Regions from separate parts of the Gossypium hirsutum genome. Here region 1 is linked to region 2. A link is a contact called in public Hi-C data. All regions are on one chromosome and are shown on one strand. Each heading gives the region's core, a stretch centred on a gene start, on an enhancer-like site or on the middle of the called end of the contact. The rest is flanking DNA. Distances are from core to core; before and after follow the strand shown. Region 1 has its middle 19 kb from the start of LOC107922429. Region 2 holds the start of LOC107922180 (zinc finger CCCH domain-containing protein 30).

Region 1 (6,110 bases), core at 3,137-5,636, 610 kb after region 2:
GACTACGATGTTTGTTTTAAGATTTTCTAAGAATTAGGTGATGATATGATCGATTAATAGCCATTAAACTGTTAAATAAAATCCAAACTTGAACACCATAAATTTGAAAGAGAGTTTATTTAAAACAATATAAACTTAAATTTTTATTATACAATAACGAAACAAATTAGGCCAGAAACATTACTGCATTGCTTATTATAAAATTTCCACAACAGCCCATTGGGCTGGGCTTGATTGCGAAAAAATAAATTGTTTGCTAATATCGTATGGAATTGAATTAATTTTCTCATTAATTTCTATGTATTTTTAATCTTCGGTATTATAGTAAGTGGGTTGGACAACGTGCCAAAAAAAAACATTTTATGAGATTTTCTTTTGAGAGAATTGAATATTTTTTAGAATAATGAATATATATCATAATTTTATTTCAACTTTAATAGTCAGGTTTCTACATTAATTCTTCCATTTTTATATTTATAATATTAGAAAATATTTAGTACATTATTAGTAGAGTTTTTAGACTCCACAAATAGGATCGAGGGGGTTGACAAGTGTCTTATAGAGGTATAGTAAAATATTGAAAATATAAATATTTTTTAAAAAAAGACACATGATAATTTTTTAAGGCTGCTTGTAGAATAAAAAAAATACACTGTTAGTGTATCAAATACTAACTCTTAGAATATAGATAGATGATTAAAGTAAAATCCAAATTTCTTATTAATAACAAAATAAAATTTCAACTATTTATAAATTTGGTTATTATTTGATATATTAGCGGCGGAGTTTTTTAACTTTACAAGCAGGCTTAAAAAATTATCAGGTGTTTTTAATTGATATTTTAAAATTAATAGTATTTGGTACACTAGCAATGCATTTTTTTCCACAAGCAATATCAAAAAATTGTCATGTGTCTTTTTTCTTAAATATTTATTTTTTTAATATTTTACTGTATCCCTATAGTACATTTGTCAACCCCTTGACTCTACTCGTGGAGTCTAAAAACTGCACTGACAGTGTACCAAATATTTTTCCTTTTAAAATGTAAAAATCAAATGAACACGTAACAGTTTTTTAAATTCGCTTGTGAAATTAAAAAACTTCTCAATAATTTTTATTTGCATGCATTTTATTACAGAATTTATGGTACTCAAGATTTAAATGCAACCATTTGCATTATTCAAGATTTAAACGTATTGGTTTTTTTTTTTTTTGGAATCCAAATGGTACTTTTTGTTCCATTCAAATCATCGTGCTCTTTTATGTTATATTTTAATTAATTTTTTATGGTATAATATCCAATGTGAGAATTTGGTTTTTAGGTTTACTAAAATAAAATAAAAATTTTCATCGTAGATATATTCAAAATTTATTGCGTAATATATATTTTGCCTTCTTAATGCTAAATTTGTCTGTTTTGTACTTAGTACCTAATTTTTTTAAGACCAAGTTGATATATAAATTTATATTCTATCACATTTCGATACTTTGCATTAACACCGTTAATTTGTATTAACGTGATGATGACAACTAATTAGATGGTAGCAAAAATAAAAAATTATAAAAATATTTTTACATATGAAATGAAATTAAACAAATAGTTGTTCGGATTCATTTTAAACATACATTCTTAATAATTTTATGTATTTTTAAATTTTTATAAGATGTCATGATTGTTATTTTAAAATTAAATAATATATAAAATCTAATAAACTTTAAAAATTTATAAATTTATAAATTTATAAAATTAAAATAAAATTAAAACCATTTAAATTAAAGATAAATTTCTTATTATCTAAAAAATACTAAGAATACTATTTATCTTTCTGGTTTGTAAATGATCTTAATTTAAATGGCATTATCTTTAATTAAAATTATCTTATTCCAATGGCCTTAATTTTTATATTTGTTTGCAAATTTATATACTTCTAAATTATTTTAAATGTTAATCATCTTAAATTTTTATAATCTTTTATGAATTTATATGCTTTTAAAGATTTTTTTTAGATTTATATATTTTTAATTTTCGAATACTAATAATATTATGAAAATTAATATTATATAGAACTACTAAAAACTTGATTGGAATGAATATGGACAATGATTTTTGAAGTTGATTTAAATCTAGATAATATTTTGTCCAAATCCGTTCCAACGTGAAATAATATTTATAACTTTTTTAATAATTTTAAAAATATATTTTTTATTTTTATATATGTTTTATTTCCAAATAAGAATACAAAAATTTGATATAGTTATAAAAATTAAAAATATGTAAAAATACTAAAAATACATATTTAGAATGAACTTGGACAATGATTGTCCAAATTAAGATGAAAGCATTTCATACTTTTTAAAAGTATTAAATAATTTAAAATATTTTTAGATTTTTAGTTTTTTTTTTGCCACATGATATACTTAGAGGCTACCAAGTGTTACAGTTTGATTGGTTGTTAGTGTCACATCAATACAAATTAACCGTGTTAATGCGAAGGTATCAAAGTGTTTGACGAAATACAAGTCCGGGTACTAATTAAATCCAAAAAAAAAAAATACCAACTAGATACAAATGGACAAGTTCAAAGGGCAAAGTATATATAGTGACCCAAACTTATTTTTCCAAAATATAATTTTTTATGATTACTTCTTTGTTTTTATAGAATAGAATGTGCAAAATCTATTGTCCAGTAAATCATTTTTTTAATGATGAAAAGACATTAACCTAAACTCGGCATCTATAGGTATCGTGGTATTGCTTGTAGTTGGGTTCTTAGATTGCCACCATCTATCCTTTGTAAGTGCATTGGACTCCTTGAACCTTTTTTGGCAAATCATGGGCTGCTGTAACAACTAGAATGCTTTCAGTTTTCTTTTATTAATAAGTTGTAAGATGAGTGGTTTTCTTTAAAGTTGAGGTTCAACTTGTTATAAACTATAGTTTTTATTAGGTGCTACAGTGTTTCCAACCTTTTGGGAAATCGAAAAGATTATACATCTTTAAATATTTAGTAATTAGAGTTGTTCATAAGTTGAATCGAAGTTTAATTTTTTAAAAATTTTCATTTGCAAGCTCTAACATAAAAGCTAATTTCACTCCTCAAAATATTAATAAAAGAATTTTAAATAATATTTTTTTTATTTGAATCAAATTCACGACGATTTATCCAAATTCGACCAAATCGGGTCCAGCCTACCAGGCCAGCGGGCTGCTGGCCAGCTTTATTTTAAAGGTATATTATACTGAATTTCATCTCATATAATCTAGCTGAAGTTAAAAGAAAAAAGAAAAAGAAAGAACTTGTTTCGATACAAATTTGAAGTTAAAGTGTTTGGGTAACAAAAGAAGTGAAGACCCAACACAAAAGTTGAACAAAACGAATTCATATCATACGTTACCAATTAATATCAAATAAAAGATATAATCCAATATAATAAATTCAATATGCTATAAAAGAAATACAATACTCAATCCCTCAAATGTACGTAACTCAGTGCTTCAAAAGCGCAACAAGGGAAATAATAAGACAGAACATAACCGCAACACCGGAAACCACCGGCGAGAAAGCAGCTCCGGTATCCATTGACGGCGCAGGCGCCATTGCACTGTCCTGAGCTGACGCAGTGGTGGTGAGTGAGAGCACAACGGCAACAAACATGATCATAATGCCATTAGAGAAGCAAAGCTCTGCCATTTCTAAAAACTAACCGAGCAAATATAGAAATTTTGTAAGCAATTGAGATTTCAAGGTGTGGGGGTTTCTTATATATATAATAGGAATTTAGATTTTGGTAGATGAACTAAGAAATGAAGTGGAACCAGCTTGTTGAACAGCTCAAAATAGTGGGCGGTAGGTGTTTGATGGAATGGTTCAAAGAATGGACGGCGACCAGTCTGAAGCGACACGTTGCGAATCTTAGCTGTTGTTTCAAGGTTTGAAAAGGTTATTGTCGGTTTGCATGTTCACTTGTTAGAATATGAAACCTTAACCAACGCCATGTGCCGCGTGCGGCATTAGTACACCGTGTCAACTAGGCCTCCCTACTACTTTTCTTCTTTTTCATTTCTTATTGTAAGTTTTTAATCGCTTTTAATTTGATTAGTCAGATAAAAATACTTACAATTTTACTCATTATCGCTATAATAATCGAACATTTTAGTCATTCAACCGCTCTCACTAGCAATGTTTTATGTGGCATTACACTTCATGTCAATGTAAGTAATTTTACTCTAAATAGTCAATCCAAAACAAAGTAATTTTAGTTTAGAAAAAACCCAATGGATCGGATAAAATCCGGGTGGCCAGCCACTGCCGCCAGCTCCATTGGCTGCTGCTACAACTGCCGTGTCCATAGGCAGAGTAGTCGAGAAAGAGCAAAAGGAGCGAGGTGGCTGTAAAAAATAGGGCGAGGAATAGAGTCAACACTGATTCTTCTTTTGGGCTTATCTCCATCATCCTTTTGTTTAACCAATGGTTGCTTTCTCTTGTGTAGTAATCATCTGGTGAAACTTGTACTGCACAGCCAAGCCTCCTTGGCCCCATTGATAGCTTTGGCTCGCACATCATTAATAAAAAACAATCTGGCAATAACTTGTCTTAACCCTTACTCTCCTTTGACTCGTTTTTCGAGTTGGTTTCTTGGGTTTCTGGGTATGAAGTTCGGATCTTCCTTGGCTTGTCTCACCTTCTTCTTCCTCCTACACTGTTGAACCCTCTTCTTCATCTTCTTCAACTTCTATATGCCTTTCTCTTTCTTCCTCTACTTTTCCATTGACATTTTCCTTTTTACCTTCCATTTGTTGGTGCAGCTTTTCAATGTCAACTTCATTCTCAAGAAGAAATGTAACTTCAGTCAAAGTTTGAATTAGGGGTGAGTAATCGATCGAGTCGAGTCAAATCGAGTTAAAAAATTTCGAGTTAGTCAAATTGATGAATCTTATTTTAGCAATCAAACTCAATTTGAAAATTTTTCGAATCGAGTCGAATGAGTCAAAAAATTTCGATTTGAGTCGAGTTGAGTTAACAAATCTTATTATTTATACTCAATGTTGGATTTACATAGACAGATTATTTAACTAGTAGACGAAGTACAATATTATTTAACTACATAAACTGTAACACCCCAAATTCGACCTAGACGTTAAGGTCAGATTATGAAGGTTACAAAGTTCATAAAAACATTGTCGATTAACTTACGCAAAATCTTAATTTTATTTCCAGAGTAAAAAAATTATTTAATTTATCGAAACAAAAGTATTCAAAAGAACGTGTGTAAGCATTTAGACGAAAACCTTGTTTTATTAATTTTATAAAAACAATCACGAATGTTTAACCAATTGAGTTGTAAAATGTTGTAATTAACTTCAAAACCTCGTAGTGGAAAAATACTTTAAAAATTATTATCTCTTAAAATCATAATCAATTATGACGTCTTGGGTGTGTTTACGAGTTATGAATAATATGTCCGCAAAAAAAATATCAAAACCAAAATTTAACATTCCAAAACAAATTAAAATCCAGAAGATCGTAAAGTCTGAAATTTAAATCCAAAACAACTCATACCAAATTGTGTTAACCAAGCTCTAGAATCGCCGCCAAGTCCTAAGTCTGAGGTCACCTGAAATGTATTAAACAAACGTATAAAACAACAAGGGAACAAAGTCTCCACAACACAAATGAAACCAAAAATAGAAAAGAAAAAAAAAGTGGAGAGTGGAGGAATGGGACGACAAAAAGTGGGAGTGATTTTAGGGATTAATTATTATATTTAAAAAGAAACTATCCACCAACCCATATTCAATCCCACTAATTTTGATTAGTTATCTTTATCGGAATTTTTCTCAGAGTTTAAAACAAAAATAATTTCACTTTGCATACGCAAGAATTTAAACACAAGACCAAAGGAAAAGCTAACACCTTATCACTAAACCAGCAGACTCATTCTTGTTAAAACTTGCGCAGGAGTTAAATTTAAGCCAAATATGCAAAGATAAAGATAGGGACAAAAATAGCAAAAATTTCAAAAAAAAGAAAAGAAATTTGAACACGACCTCAAACACACATTCAAAGCACTTATCCATTGAAACATATCAATTCATTTTACAAAATTCC
Region 2 (6,312 bases), core at 487-2,986:
CATAAGTGTGGACATCGGCTTCTGGTAATGGGATTCGAAAGTTGTTCCTTTACCCCATATTTCGTACGAAGAACTCGTACCCATAAGGCATTATCCTATTAAATATCAAATACTATTTATATAATAAATTTATATTAGACATATTGGCACTAATTACAATATATAAAAATTGAGCAAGTATTTGAATTTATTCAAATTATCAATTGATGTCTTAATTCAAATACGTATCCTTCATATCTTACATTTTTCTAATATAACCACATCCATTTTCATTTATTTATGGTCTAAACATAGCTTTATTCTAAGTCCAAAAACAAACATAACCCTATTCAAGTCATTGTATTCTTTTACCACGTCGGCCTCTCACAACCATCATAATAAAAAGTATATTTATAAAAGTATATATATGATATAAAAATTAATTATTACATAAATTTATATAAATAATTTTAGTAGGAAGTTCAATTTAAAATTAGGGGAAGATGATTATATAGATTTACAAATATATATATTAAACTTTCACATACTTTTTTTTAAATAATACTTTCACATGCTTATAATTTATCGATAATTTTTATTGTATGAAATATTTTAATACATAAACTTAGATTTATAGTTAAAACCTTATTGCTAATTTTTATTGTATGAAATATTTTATTACATAAACTTAAATCCTTAGTTAAAACCTTAAAATATAGAAAATAATAAAATAGTTTCGAGCTCGATTGGCATAATTATTATTGTCAATATAAAAAAATTAGTTGAGAAAAACATTATCTGAAAGAAATATTATGAAAACTTATAATAAAATTATTTAAAAAAAAATAATATAGCAATGCTAACAAAAATAACCTTGCCTTTAATTTTTAATGAGAAGAATTTTTATGGAAGCTAGGCGTTACGATTTAACTGGTGAAAAAAAAAGGAATAGCACCATTCTAATCGATTTTTCCTATTTTATTTTTAAAAATATTCAATATTTTTAAGTGAAAATTAACTTATATTAATGTAAAATTAAATTAATTTTATCTTTTATACATTTTTTATATCGATTAATATTTATTCATAAAAATTATATGTGTAAAATTTGATAAAATTAAAAATATTTATTTTATATAAAAAACTTTAACGGTTAAATAAATATTAATATATAATATTTTAGATCGATATTATAAATATCTCAAATAAATTTAAAAATTTATATACATAATAAATAAATTAAATTCATAAATTTAATAGTTAAATATTTAAAATGTTAATTTTTCAAAAATTGAAATATAAAACTAAAATTTACATTGGATTAGAGGCGGCCCGGCCCGACGGCCTGTTCAAAATATGGGAGGGTTCGGGTAAAAATATAGGTCCGAAATATGGGTTTGGGCAAAAAACGAGGCGAGCCTGGCCTCGGGCACCACTTTTTTGGCCCGGGCTCGGCTCGGCCCGGCCTGAATATAATAAATATATATTTTTATTTTTTAATTTTAAAATACTTTTTTATTTTTTTATTTTTAAAATAAATATTTGGTGTTTATTAAAAAATAGGTCGGGCCGGGCCGGGCTCGGACTTACAAATTTTTCTCGAGCCGAGCTTAGACAAAATTTCAGGCCTATATTTTGGGCCGGACCCGGGCCTAAAACACGGGCTAAAATTTTTTCTGGGCCCAGCCCGAACCCGGCCCATGAGCACCTCTACGTTGGATGCATTTTTTATATATTAATTTTGTTTTCAATTAAAGTAGTAGTAGCAGTGAGATGGAAAATAGAGATGAGAAGCTATTCATTTTCTCGTAACTCTCCCCTTTTAGCTTAAAAAAGAATACCCCAAAATATATAAATCAAATTGGGATTATTTTTTTTTCTCTCTTTTCATTTTTGAAGATCTAGTTCTTCCTTTTCCGAGTAGATCTGTATCGGGTTCTTGGAACTAAGATGGAATTCTGAACTGGTAAGGCTCTTTTGGGTTTTAGTTAAAGTTCATTTTTTTCTTTTAGTTTTGCTTGAAAATAAACTTCGTTTTTCTTAATTTTTCTGAGTAGATCTGTATAAATCTCTCCTTTTTATTGGTTTCTTTGAACTTAGATGATTTTTGAACTGATTAATTTTGTTTGGTTGGTTTTAGTTTAAGTTCATTTATATTTTTACTTACAAGAAACTTTGTTTTAGATATATATGTGAAATGAATTGGTCGATCACTTGCAAGAAAAATATTTTTATTTTAACTTTCTCTTTTAGCTATTTAAAAAAAAATTATAAGAAAATTTAATACTGTTGACCACTGAAAGATTTGTTGCAAGATTTGATATTCTTTTAATAAAGCTTATATTGATTTCCTAATATTAGTGATAATAATCAACTTCCATTTTTCCTAAAATTGTTAGTGAAACACTATGTTTTATTCTGACAACTATGTCTGAAAGTGTAGGAAAATATGTTGTAATAATTTTATCTTCTTCCGAAGTTTTCTGTCTTGTTTTTTAAATCCGTAATTCCACGTTTAATTTCCACTATTGTTTTGGTTGACATGTTGTTGATAAACACTGACTTGACCTTTGCTTTTATTTTCTTTCAATCCCTAGCGGGTTTATCATTTTTTTCCTAATAATGTCTTCTGGAATATTTGATTCTAATGGTGTCCTTTTTTCATTTTTTTCTTTTTTAAACTTTCAGTTGGATTCTTATCAAATGAAAGTATGTGCTGTGGATCGGAGCGATTAAACTCGAAGCTGACTCCAAGAACATCGAATTCTTCTTTCGAAGATAACAGACTTCCTCGTGTGGATATGAATCACTTGACTGTAGCAACTGAAGATACTTTTGCAAGTCTGCTTGAGCTTGCTGCTAATAATGATGTCGAGGGCTTTAAACGATCGATGGAACATGATCCTTCTGGTGTTGATGAGGTTGGATTGTGGTATGGTCGTCAGAAAGGCTCGAAACAGATGGTTAATGAGGAGAGAACTCCATTGATGGTTGCTTCTATGTATGGTAGCATCGATGTTATTAAGCTGATTCTTTCGTCTTCGGATGCTGATGTTAACCGACTGTGTGGCCGTGACAAAAGCACTGCCCTTCATTGTGCTGCATCTGGTGGGGCTGATAATGTTATCGATGTTGTGAAGCTGCTTTTAGCGGCTGGTGCTGATGTAAATACGGTTGACGCAAATGGTCATCTTCCTGTTGATGTTATTGTTGTTCCTCCAAAGCTTGGAGCTGTGAAATCAACTCTTGAAGAACTCCTTGCAATCGAGGGTTCTGGTTTTGATTGGAATTCACAGTTGGCAGCCGTTGCAAATTCCGACTCCTTCCCTCTATTGCCTTTGAAGGAAAATGGGTCATTGTCATCTGGTTCAGATTCCCCGATGAAGTCAAAGCCAATTGATGCTCCAATTTCTTCAGCATCAGAGAAGAAAGAATATCCGATTGATCCATCTCTTCCGGACATCAAGAATAGCATCTATTCAACTGATGAATTTCGGATGTATTCATTCAAGGTGCGGCCTTGCTCACGTGCCTACTCCCATGATTGGACCGAGTGCCCATTTGTTCACCCTGGGGAGAACGCTCGGAGAAGGGATCCTAGGAAGTTCCATTACAGTTGTGTTCCTTGCCCTGATTTTCGCAAGGGGACTTGTAGGCGCGGAGATATGTGCGAATATGCTCATGGTGTTTTCGAATGCTGGCTACACCCTGCTCAGTATCGGACCAGGTTGTGCAAGGATGGTACTAGTTGTGCTAGGAGAGTTTGCTTCTTTGCTCATACAGCTGATGAACTTCGTCCTCTGTATGTCTCCACTGGTTCTGCTGTTCCTTCTCCTCGATTGAGTACTTCTGGTGCTACAGCTATGGATTTTGCTGCCGCCATGAGTGTCTTGCCTGGATCACCTTCATCTGTATCTGTTATGTCTCCCTCACCATTCACTCCACCCATGTCTCCCTCCATGAATGGCATGTCTCATTCTAATGTTGGCTGGCCACAGCCTAATGTTCCAGCCCTCCATCTTCTGGGAAGCAACCTTCAATCCAGTCGCCTGCGATCTTCTCTTAATGCTAGAGACATTCAAGCTGAAGACTTTAACTTGCTGTCTGATTTTGATGTGCAGCAACTTCGGCTGATGAATGAATTACCCAGACTTACTCAGCCTTCAATGAGTTCAAGTTCTTTTAACCGATCTGGTCGAATGAAGACCCTGACCCCATCAAACCTAGATGACCTCTTTTCTGCTGAGAGCTCATCTCCACGATACTCTGATCAAGCGATGGCTGCTGCTGTTTTCTCTCCGACCCATAAATCTGCCGTTCTTAATCAATTTCAGCAACAGCAAAACATGCTATCACCTATAAATACAAATTTTTCTCCTAAAAGTATCGAGCATCCTCTCTTGCAGGCTTCTCTATCTGGTAGGATGTCCCCTCGAAATGTCGAACCTATCTCACCAATGAGCTCTCGGGTCTCAATGTTAGCTCAACGGGAGAAGCAGCAACAATTTCGTAGCCTAAGCTCTAGGGAGCTTGGCTCTGGCTCGGCTGCCATTGTTGGTTCCCCGGTTAATTCATGGTCAAAATGGGGATCCTCTAATGGGAAGCCAGACTGGGCTGTCAATGCCGATGGGTTGGACAAGCATCGCAGGTCTTCCTCGTTTGAGCTTGGTAACGGGGATGAGCCCGATTTATCATGGATTCAATCCCTTGTAAAAGAATCTCCCACTGAGATCAAAGAGAAAATAGCAGCACCAGTCTCGGGTGAGGTTTCTAGTGTGAATGCAGATCCGGTCGATAATGCAGTGTTGGGTGCTTGGCTGGAGCAAATGCAGCTCGATCAACTCGTGGCTCAGCAAAACTGAAATCGTTTCGCTGAGCCATCCTGAGGTAGAGATAAGAAAAAAACGTTTTGGTAAATAACATCCGTAATTTTTTTTTTGGATTTTCAGATTTTGGGATTCTGTTAGTGATTTGGATGTTGAAGGAAACTAAAGAGGAACACAAAGGTGAAGCCAAGGTCAATTTGACAATGGAAACTTCAATTTTCACCATTTATTGTTATTATTACAACAAAAGAGTTAGAACAGGTTGAGGATAATCTCCCTCTTTATGTTTTAAACGAATTATGACCAGTTTTAGGTGCTCTTATTTTTTTTCCCTTAAAATATTTCTAAATTAGATTTCCGTTACTGCCATTTCAAAATTTATGATCCTTTGATGATGATGATGATGATGTAACATTCAACTACAATTTATTGCTTAATTCCTATTCCATATAGCTTCATTGTTACATAAAATTCTTTTTTCGTTTCTCTTATGCCATTATTGTTTTGTTTGTTTGAGATTTGGATTCCAACAAATACCAGTTATGGCATCTGGGGATTGTTGTCATTAAACCAATTCTTAATTCTTAACAGGGAAGATTAGATGCCAGGATTTTTTAATCTAAGGTTTTAGGATTTGGATTCTTAAATCTTCAATTTGATTGATGAATCTTATTTCCCATTTTAATACTTTTGCATGGAATGAGTAATGTTGTTGTTATTATTATTATTATTATTTTTTAAGTTGAAAAATGTGAGGACGGCTAGATTTCCATGACAAATTAAGGCTAGGAGGATAAAAGGATGGAAAGATGCAAAATTAAAAAGAATACGTATCTTGTTTGCATGATAGAATAAATAAAAAGGGTGATATTTTTTTGGTAGGATTGAAGCATAAGATAGAAAGCTAAAAAATATTATTTTATTATTAAAAATAAAATTAAAAAAATAAATAATGTTATAAATATACACACTTAACTTTTCATTATCATTCTCTTTAGTTATCCTTTTAATTCGAAATGAGTTGTTTTTTTATTAACAGTTTATGAGAAATAATTCTTTTAAGAGTTAATAGGTAGTTGTCATCTTTAACAATGATTTTTTTTTATTTAGTTGGAACTGAATTTGTATTCTGCTATAGGCATTATCTCAATTTGTTAATGTTAATTTTTTTAAGGGTTAATATATAGGTTATCTCTTGAATGTTATTATAACTTGTTCAAAAAGTACTTAGTTGATACTTGAATTTGGTCAAAAAAATTATATTTCTTAAAATTAATTTATATTTTTAATAATATCTTTAATTTTTTTTTAATTTATGCTCGTTATATGTCATATTGAGAAATTGCCATGTTACTATAGGATTGGTCATCAGTGCCACGACAGTACAAAATAATGTTGTTAGTGTGGAGGTACTAATTTGGGTGACGGAATACAAGTTCAAGCTCTAATTAAGTACAAAAAAAAAATTTAAGTGCCAACTAGGTACTTTTGAACAAGTTCAGAGGCA

The links. A called contact is a pair of places that touch in the nucleus more often than the background predicts.
Region 1: a Hi-C map of callus shows a contact between it and region 2, with 4 times the contacts expected there. The contact joins the enhancer-like site here to the promoter of LOC107922180 in region 2. A contact is called at or near these places in 5 of 34 Hi-C or Micro-C datasets (anther, callus and leaf).

What each region holds. Positions count from the first base shown.
Region 1 is chrD01:29,328,120-29,334,229 of Gossypium_hirsutum_v2.1, forward strand. No RefSeq gene overlaps it. Among protein-coding and RNA genes, the nearest start is that of LOC107922429, 19 kb to the right of the region's middle. Within about 2 kb of position 4,387, at least 5 of the 9 cell types and tissues checked have an H3K27ac peak or open chromatin away from gene starts, as enhancers often do.
Region 2 is chrD01:28,725,250-28,731,561 of Gossypium_hirsutum_v2.1, forward strand. It overlaps LOC107922180 (zinc finger CCCH domain-containing protein 30), which reads left to right and starts at 1,737. Exons shown (of 2, transcript XM_016852074.2): 1 at 1,737-1,945; 2 at 2,668-5,269. The coding sequence starts at 2,691. The coding sequence ends at 4,841.